2 separate regions of the Mus musculus genome follow, and region 2 is linked to region 1. A link is a contact called in public promoter capture Hi-C data. All regions are on one chromosome and are shown on one strand. The core of a region is the stretch at or near the end of the contact, and the rest is flanking DNA. Distances in the headings are between cores, read along the strand shown. Region 1 holds the start of Npy5r (neuropeptide Y receptor Y5). Region 2 has its middle 130 kb from the start of Gm24274.

Region 1 (4,608 bases), core at 1,335-3,834:
ACTAGAACATCCTCTATTTTAGATGTGTGAGGATTACTGTTGAATTTATTAAATAACAAAAAGCTCTCCTTTTTTTTTGGCAGATCAAAGAAATAATGTCTGAAGAATTCACTGGACAGTGACAAAAATGGATGATAGCACTTTTATAAATTATTTCTGTATCTTAGGAAAGTCAAGCCATAGGTAATTTAAAATGGATGCCACTTTAATGGATATCTGTGTAAGATGAGTTACACCTTGCCATTAAGCAAGTGTTTACTGAGCACCTAATATGCTCAGCATGCTGTTCTGCGTGTGAAGATGGCCACATCATCTGCCTGTCACTCATGGACATCCACACACATGACGGCTAAGGTCCTCCAACACGAGATACCTTCTCCAGACCTTAGCTCCCTTGAAGACTTCTCACCACCAAATTATAGACACTTCAATATGTGTGGGAGGACACATCAATTGCTTTCTTTAAAACGGCCTCCTTACAGTTACAGGACGGTTTAACCACTAGGAAGCAGTTTTGCCCAACAAGATAGATATAAATCATCTGGTTTCCAGTTGAAAATGTGAAGTAGAGGAGCCACTGGAAATCAAAATAAGGAGATAAACAACAAAGCAAAAGATTGCCCTGCTTACATTTGCCCCTTCACTTTTTCCTCTTTTTGAAACAAGCAAATGAGTCACAGAACCCTCAGTCTACGCAGTGATCTGCTTCCCATCACTGCAATAACCAACTCCCACGAGTTTGATACAGCACAAATACTTCATAGACGATGAAAACAATGCCATAAGAGACTGTTAATTCACCCTAGATAACTTTCGAAGGTGTGAAGGAGGGGGTGCTTTGACAATTACATAAAGGAATATTGATTATTGCAGAATGTTGCAAGCCACATGAGTTCTTCATTTCTACCCTCTTCTCTTTCTTACATGGCAACCTTTCTCACGGTCACAAGTTCCACCTGGCATGCTGGAATGTTCCCAAGGAACACTGTGTGTGTGTGTGTGTGTGTGTGTGTGTGTGTGTGTGTGTGTGTGTGTGTGTGTACTGTGTGTGTGTGTGTGTACTGTGTGTGTGTGTGTGTGTGTACTGTGTGTGTGTGTGTACTGTGTGTGTGTGTACTGTGTGTGTGTGTGTGTACTGTGTGTGTGTGTGCTCGTGCGCATGCGCGCGCGTTCATTGTGAGGATTTCCTGTAATTTTCTTATAAATTGGTCTGTATGGAACGCCAAGACAAGTGAAGTCTGAATAAACTTTAAAGCTTTTGAGAGCGGAGCTGAGTTAAGTTCTTTCTTTGACTAAGGGGAGAAAGGACAGTGAGCCAAGCTTAGAGAGAGACGGGTCTTTGCACTTAAATAAGGTTTCACTCTTAGGTTAATTCCCTGCTTAATAAAAATATGTATCATTCTCGCAAAAGATGCCAACCATGCAGAAGAATCGGATACATGTAGTTCTGCCTGTTTGCTGTGGCTTTGCAGCGATGGCACAATTCCATGACTCCACGTAGTGTGTGTTGTTCTGCAAGGCAAAATTCTGCAAAAGATGGCCCTGGACAAATAAGCACAGTACTCTTCAGCTACCGAGCATGCAGTACCCACCACCCTTCTCCTTATTCTAGATTCTTAACAGCAGGTCTCTCTCTCTCCTCTCTCTCTCTCTCTCTCTCTCTCTCTCTCTCTCTCTCTCTCTCTCTCTCTCTCTCTCTCTCTCTCTCTCCCTCCCTCTTCTTGAGACATCTGGAATTTGAAATGCACCCAGTCTTGGGCACAAGCTTACATCAAACCTTCATTTTCTTTTTCTTTTTCTTCTTTTGGCTTCCATCTAACAGTATGTTCTTTGAATAGCTGTACTATAGGTCTGTAAACTTACAGATAAGAATTCCTTTTTACCCCCTTGGAACTCAGGTGTGTGGATGGCTATTTCCTGCTAGCAGTTGACTTACAAGCCACCTTGCAAACCCAAGTGCACAGCTGTCTCCCTGTGTGTGGCCAGCTGTGGGACATGAAGGCAGCTGAATCGCCGCATCCTGGACATAGCCAGAGCTCAGCTAGGGCTGACAACCTGAGTGGGCACCCCGTGGGTTGTGGTTCCCTTACCTCAGACGCCCACCGAGCTGTACCCCGCGTTCCCCTAAGCCAAAGCGGGGACTGAGCTTCGTCCATCCCTCCTTCCCATACTAGGGACCCTCCCGGGACAATCTGATAGGGTCTGGCAAGAACCTGCTCCTCTGTGAGTTTGGCACCAGAGGGACCTGCCAGACTAGGAAGGATTCAACTGCAACCGTTTCCCCCGCTCTCCCTTCCCGCCGCCTGACAACTGCGGTTTCTCCACCTCCATCCCCTTTCTCAATCAGGCTGCCTCCCGGTCCGCAACCCACCCTCTTGGAAACCACAAGATGCTCCAGAACCCAGGATAGGGACGTGGGCTTCTCGTAGGGGCAGGCGAGGCCTGGAGTGGGTACCTCGGGATGCCCTGGCCGCTGCGGGTGCCTGGACTCCGGGGTACGCGGCTGAGTGCGGTCGCTTCTGCTTGAGATGGAAGCGGTGGCAGCAGGAGCAGGACCTGGAGGCGGCGGTGGGAAGGAGGGGCCCCGGAGCCGCCAGGGTTTTAGAAGAGCCTCGGGAACACGTGACAGTCCCTGAGACCCCGGACACCCGGCTCAAGATCGCCTGTTCCTGGCCTCCATAGTCCAATTTAGGTACATCCCGGTGCCCGTGTGTCTGTTTGGAGGCCCCGGGCAGCCGCTCTAGGGCTACAGGATGCATCCCCACTACCCTGTTCTCTAGTTGCAGGAGTTAACTTAGGGGTCCCACGGATGGTTGTCTTTCCTATCCTCAACCCCATAGTGGCTTCTATGAGAGTAGGCGTTTTTTTCCGATAGCTTTTGTGAGAAAAACCTTCAAGGTCCATGTTTTCTTTATGAGAGGGGGGAAAATATCACAAAATCCCAAACAGAACATCTTCTTGCCTTTCTAACATAAAGAAGTCTGGGTGAGAAATTGACCTAAACCTGCAGGGAACAGGCTGTGATGAAGCGTGCAAAATAGACAATAGGATCAACTCCTACTCTAAGGGGTAGTAGTGTGTGGGTGTGAGCGAGGGACATGGAGCAGAGGGAGCTGGGAAGTGGGGGTGAAATGGAGTCAGCCCTTCTTGGAAGCTTTCCGTATCAAAACGCGTGAGTGTGTATGGGAGGGGGCAGGGGGCAGCGGTGTTTTGTCATCTTTCAAAAACATAAAGACAACCTAAGGAAATGAACAAATAGAAACAAATAAAACCCTGTCCTGTTGCACCAAAGCTTGATTTTCATTTTTAAGATTGACAGATCTGTATCCTTTTGTGCAAGATTGTCACAGTATTTGGCCAATCCTCGGTTGGCCTGCCATAACAACAGTGTATTTCCTACACCATCACGATTACAGTGCTTAGCATTGCCTGAACTGTAACCCCAAGGCACTGTGTCGACTGAAGAGGACTTTGGTCCCTTGACTTTTATCCCATGCCCCTGGGGCAGCACTTGCTGTGTCTCAAAGGTCAGAAGATATTTGCCTGTTTCTGCTAATTTAGCAGTCAGTACTCAAGGAAACTGTAGTGTATGCCGTTCCCTCAGCCCAAGGAATCCAAGAACTTCAAAAGGGCTTCAAGAAAATATCATCTGATTCTACTGGGCTTCATTTCAGAATCACTATATTTGTCCCAATATTTGAACACAGAAGGTACCTGTGCAGGGTCCTGGGATCCTGCAGTGAGGGAAGAGAGGAGACTGGCTTTTAATAAACAAAAGCTTAGCAAACAAGGGATTGGTCCTAGGCTTTCTTTTTTTGGTTTGGTTTGGTTTGGGTTTTTCAAGACAGGGTTTCTCTGCATAGCCCTAGCTGTCCTGGAACTCACTTTGTAGACCAGGCTGGCCTCAAACTCAGAAATCCTCTTGCCTCTGCCTCCCAAGTGCTGGGATTAAAGGTGTGCACCACCACACCTGGCCCATCTTAGGCTTTCTTAATGTCAGCTATTGTGCAGTTCACACACTATATGTTGCCAGGTGGGTATTTATTCTCCTGTCCCTTGCAGTCTGACACACACCCTTCCAAATGCACAGTGAGTTTTCAAACAGCTTCTTAGAGACACCCGTGGTGGATGTCTTCCCAAAAATATAGCTGTGCTACATACTCTTGTCTATCCCATGTCAAAAATACAAGTTTTTTCCTTTTCCACACATTTGCTCTTAGCGCTATGTTGAAAAGAATGGCTCATATGGCACTGAGATGATTCTGAACTTGCCTGTTTTCATTTCCTCCCTAAACACACAAGCCCCAAAAGGAAAGGTCAGCGGTAAAGTGCTTGCCTCACAAGTGTGACAACCGAGGTTGCAACTTCAGCAGCCATGTTAAAGCTGTGTGTGGCACTTCACCCACAAGAACACAAGACCCTGGTGATTTGCTGGTCAGAAGGAAAAGCTAAAACAGCGGGCTCCTCGTTCAATGACAGATCCTGTATCAAACGCTAAGGTGGAGATTGGCCACCTCTGGTGTTTACACATATATGTGCAAGTAAGCATGCACATGTATACACCTTACACAATACACACAGGAGTGCACACACATGCACACACACTCA
Region 2 (4,608 bases), core at 1,096-3,595, 400 kb after region 1:
TAATAATGGAAATTCTTTTCTATTCTTTTGTTTTGTGAGACAGCTTTGGTTGACTTGTTAATCACTACACTACCCAGGCTGCTTTTGAACTCATAGCAATCCTGTGCTTCAGCCCCACCCCAGCCTGTCTCCAAGAAAGTCCAGAATCTATAGGTGTGCACCATATTGTCTTGAATGTAGCATTTCTAAACTTAAGTTATTTATACTGAAATAAGCAGGCAATAAGTGATAACTTAAGTCAACGATATGAAAGAAAGATGAAAGCTAAGTCAATAACATGGACAAATGTAAAATATACTGTTGGTACCAGGACATTCCAAACCTATGAGTTAACAGTGTGACCTACAACCTGCAGACCAGTTGCCAAGCCAACTACCACCATATCCCAGAACCCATTTGGCTCACCTCCCAACCTTACTTGGGTTACATCATTTTCCATATAAATAAGGAGAACACCCCCTCCTCACTCTCTTTCTTTCTTTTATCTCTTCCCTTCCACTCGTCCTGCCACTCCCTTGTCTCTCTCACGAAAATCCCTTTCACATGGAACTGCCTTGGCTTAGTGTGCTGCTTGGTGTTACCCACTATCTTATTACATCATATACTATAAATAGTTTGTCTATAAGCTGATCACTGACTGCAATCCTCTCTCACTACTAAAAGGAAACACGAGTTTCAGTTTTGTGTTGAAGGCAATCATGTTTGGAAAACATGTGTGATAAAATGTGGCCCATTTAGATGACCAGAGTTGATAGCAAAAGGTGAAGTCATTTGCTATTCAATGGATGCATCTGGAAATCTCCAGGGACTTTTCTTATCAGACTTAAAGCAGCAATTTCTGGGAGATGAAGCTGCCAGACATCCCACTTCATGAGGATCTTCTCCCAGGAAGACATGGTCATCTCCCTCTCCAGGGGAACATTTGGTTTTGAAATAAACATTAAAAATTAGACCTGCACCCACATAAAGAAATATTACAGACATTCTTCTTTCCTGGTGTTCTGTTAAGTTCCAGTTGATATTCCCAAAGAAACACATTTGTTCTTCATGTAGAAGCTTTTCTCTGATATACTTCCTGGCCTTCACTAGGGTAAGTGACTACCCCTCTAGCTTTAATGAGGAAGCTACTTTTGGTAAATTTCATCTACATGTGAACATTATTCTTCCTCTCCTCATTAATCTGTCATTTTTTTCAATTTGATACACATCTCTCTAACCCTGAGCCTAACAGAATAGAGAAAAATTAAGTCTTCATGGATAATAACAAGGGTAGAACACTCAACATTGTCCCTGTGCTTTTCTGGTTTGATTTTGTTTAGGTATTGTGAGACAGAGTCTTGCTACTGAACCCAGTCTGGCCTGGAACTTGTTATTCTTTTATCATTGCCTGTTGAGTGCTGGGATTACAGATGTGATGAGCTGGCACAGTTGGCTCAGTTCTGTGTGTTTGTTCTCAGTGATGGATTCTCTGGTGCAGATAGACCTTATAGTCGCCTACCTAGTTCTCAATCTTCTGTTATACCTTCTAGAACATAACTCTCTCCAAACTTTCTGCGAGAAGTGAAATGTTTTTCTCTTTCAGATAAGCAGAATGGGAAGTCCACACAAAGACCTAAATATTTCTAAAATCTTTAGCTCTCCTGGATTTTTAAATTTTTTTTATTTTTTAAATTTATTTATTTATTTTTTTGTGGTTGTGTGTGTGTTTCCTGTTCTCTAAAGAGCTGTTTAGAGTCCCATTGACATTACTGATTGGGCCTCAGCTTTCCATACAACTGATTTTAATTACCATCCCTGTCAGCTTTGTAGTCATTGTAATTGTTTGGCTAATGCCAAATTTTCTATTTAATACATGCTATTCTGGGTTTATGATTTCTTTTAAAACCTGCATTTAATATTTATAGATAACAAGAGTGGTCAATAGGTACTGTTTTCTTAGGAGACATTTATATTCATAGACCTTCTAAGAATGGATTTATTTATAGCTTGGGCAAAGCCAGTAGAGAAAGACTCCTCGCTTCACTTCACCTTTTTTTTGTGGAGGGTTAAATTTTTATAGAAAATATTTAACAAATCCAGGAAACACGAAGATGTTAATTTGTCAGTACAGTGTGACATCTCTTTCTTAAAGGCAAATTTCTTCTCTGGCTGTCACCAAGGTTTCTGCCTCTGTCTTTTGCCAGCATGGCTTCTTGGAAAATTCCTGAGATGCATTGTTTCAATAGACTTAATAGCTGGATGAAAGGGCACAGGTGCTGGCTTTAAAAAACCGGTCTCTTTAGCTGTCAAGATGGTTACACTATGGGTATTCAGCTCAATGTTTGATAAAGAGCTCAGGGTTCATTTGTGTCTTTATTATCATTTAAATCACTCTTAACATTTCCATTGTTATGCTAAGATAGCTTGGGAAAAGCAACTCAGGGGAAAGGGTGATTATTTTGACATGGTTACTGAAGGATAGAGTCTTGGTAATAGGTAGAAAAGGCATGGTGGCTGGAGCAGGCTGGCTAAGCATATTATATTTGAAAGGAAAAGGATCAGCTCAAGGCTCTCATGTCCAAATTCTCAGCACAAAGGAGATTTATTTACTCCAGAGGGACAGAGGGCTGAAGGGAATAGGAAACAAGAACAGGAGATAGGGAATGAAGGAGAAGAGCAGGGGAACAAGGGAAAGGGAGCAAGGGTGTTTGTCCTGGAGTGAGCCAAAGAACTGCCTCTGAATAGAGGGGAGATGTGGCCCATAGGAAAATGACAGTTTATAAAGATAAAAGTGGAAACCCTGTGTTAGGATGCAGTGTTTCATTTTAATTAGGCATGTTAATTAGGTGAGCTAAAGGGGGCTATTGCTTACTTGATTTTAAAACATTTATAGGTAGACCATGATAGTCAGCCTCCAGAGGAAGAATTGGCCAAATAAAGGAATAGACCTTGGTGATTAGCTTTAGGAATGTAATCTATTGAATTTTAGCAAGGCAGAGGGAATGAGAAAGAAGGACAAGGTCTGCCAGAGCTAGTTTGCTACACTTAAACTAGCCAGAGTCCTTTCAATATTTACACTCAGGAGACAGAGCAATAAGTAGGGGCAGGGTATAAGATTTCAAAGCCCACCCCCAGTGACATACTTCTTTTAGCAAGCCTCTACCCTCCTAAATGTTCCAAAACCTTTCCAAAGAATACCAGTGTCGGGGAACCAAGTGTTCAAACACCACCCTGTGCACGACATTTCATATTCAAGCTATTTTACATGCATAAGCAAAATCTTATGCAATTGGATTAAAGAAAAAGACAGGAGATGAATAAATGACTTAACTTACTGATTTAAAAACACTATTATAAGCAAATAATTATTTAGAATATAAGTAAATTCACATTTTGTTTCTATAGTTTATGGTATTGAGTCAATTTTTACAAAACTATTTTGGGCATGTACTACTATAATTACCATTTGAAAGCTGCAAAAAAAAAGTATGGTATAAGACTTATGAGTTTTCTAAGGTTACAAACTGTGCACAGTGCAGCTAGTATTAAGATCCCACCCAACCAGTCTAAACTCTCTGCTTTTATAGCAGTTTTATTGTTTATGTTCAACTAATCTACAAAAAAGATTGTGTGAACAATGTGTTGCCAGCAGAGGTCATAAGTTTTCCTACAACAACATATGCATAATTACTTAAGTATGGTTAGCATTTATTTCCTGCTCATGCAAAGTCTATAATAACCACAATTGAGTTACAGGCAGCCTTTTCCCCATGGTTGTAATTATTTCTGATTCAGGGTCACTGTGCACCTGTGAGTCCTACTGTGACAATGGTCAGCGCTTCTGTACTGTGTCAAGTTGGGCACAAGAGATAAAAGCAATACAAAAGGCTCAGCTGCCCCTTAAGAGTCCTAGCCTCTCATGATGCACCTCTACTCTGCTCATATTCAATATGGAAACATTTGTACTTGGTCAGGACTATCCTCAAGAGATGCTGTGAAATGCCATCCAGCTACAGTTTTTAGTGTTTGTGTATGTGTGGTGCCTATACATAAAGACATGCATACCTAGGTCTCGGATCACCTCAAATTTCTGGCATGATATCTTCCTCATTATTGCTATTTTATAAAACAAGCTCCAATGTTGTGGGAATTCTTGGCTTATAGAGGATGAAACAGACTTAATTGGTAGGAATTTGTAAATAGACCTGTTACATGCAAAGGTTTAGTTCTGCTTTGTCTACTTGTCCCTGTCCTAGAATCAAAACCATGCCATGCAAGTTTCTATATAATTTGCTTTGGATCCATTCCTGTGGATCAGTAGAAAATGAAAGTCTGCAAGTGCACAGAATGTTCGCCTTTGGATGCAAGGTCAGGCCCGTGAGAGGCCCTTGGCAAAGGCACAGGTTGTATTCTTATGTAGCCTGAATCAAAGGAGATGAGTGGTTTAGCCTTCACCATATATTTCACTATTCAAAGGCTAATTAAAATATTGAATAAAGGCCACTCCACTAGGAATTGATTTTATCATGAAGGGTTATTAGTTTCCCTGAATATATGTATGCTGATTAAGCTGAACCTAGGACTTCCAGAGACATAAATACTTGTTCATTAGAAAAGCAAAACAAATTA

The links. Promoter capture Hi-C pulls out the DNA fragments that hold promoters and counts their contacts.
Region 2: a promoter capture Hi-C map of stem cell-derived epiblast-like cells shows a contact between it and region 1, with 2.5 times the contacts expected there. The contact joins the enhancer-like site here to the promoter of Npy5r in region 1. A contact is called at or near these places in 7 of 39 promoter capture datasets (the 3T3-L1 cell line, embryonic stem cells, hippocampal neurons and 2 more), 3 of 115 datasets of contacts at active chromatin or transcription factors (embryonic stem cells and neural progenitor cells) and 1 of 9 other capture datasets (pancreatic islet).

What each region holds. Positions count from the first base shown.
Region 1 is chr8:66,685,510-66,690,117 of GRCm38.p6, forward strand. It overlaps Npy5r (neuropeptide Y receptor Y5), which reads right to left and starts at 2,585. Exons shown (of 2, transcript NM_001358958.1): 1 at 2,372-2,585.
Region 2 is chr8:67,084,121-67,088,728 of GRCm38.p6, forward strand. No RefSeq gene overlaps it. Among named protein-coding and RNA genes, the nearest start is that of Gm24274, 130 kb to the right of the region's middle. Within about 2 kb of position 2,346, at least 8 of the 459 cell types and tissues checked have an H3K27ac peak or open chromatin away from gene starts, as enhancers often do. A contact at or near this core is called in stem cell-derived epiblast-like cells, where this site is marked.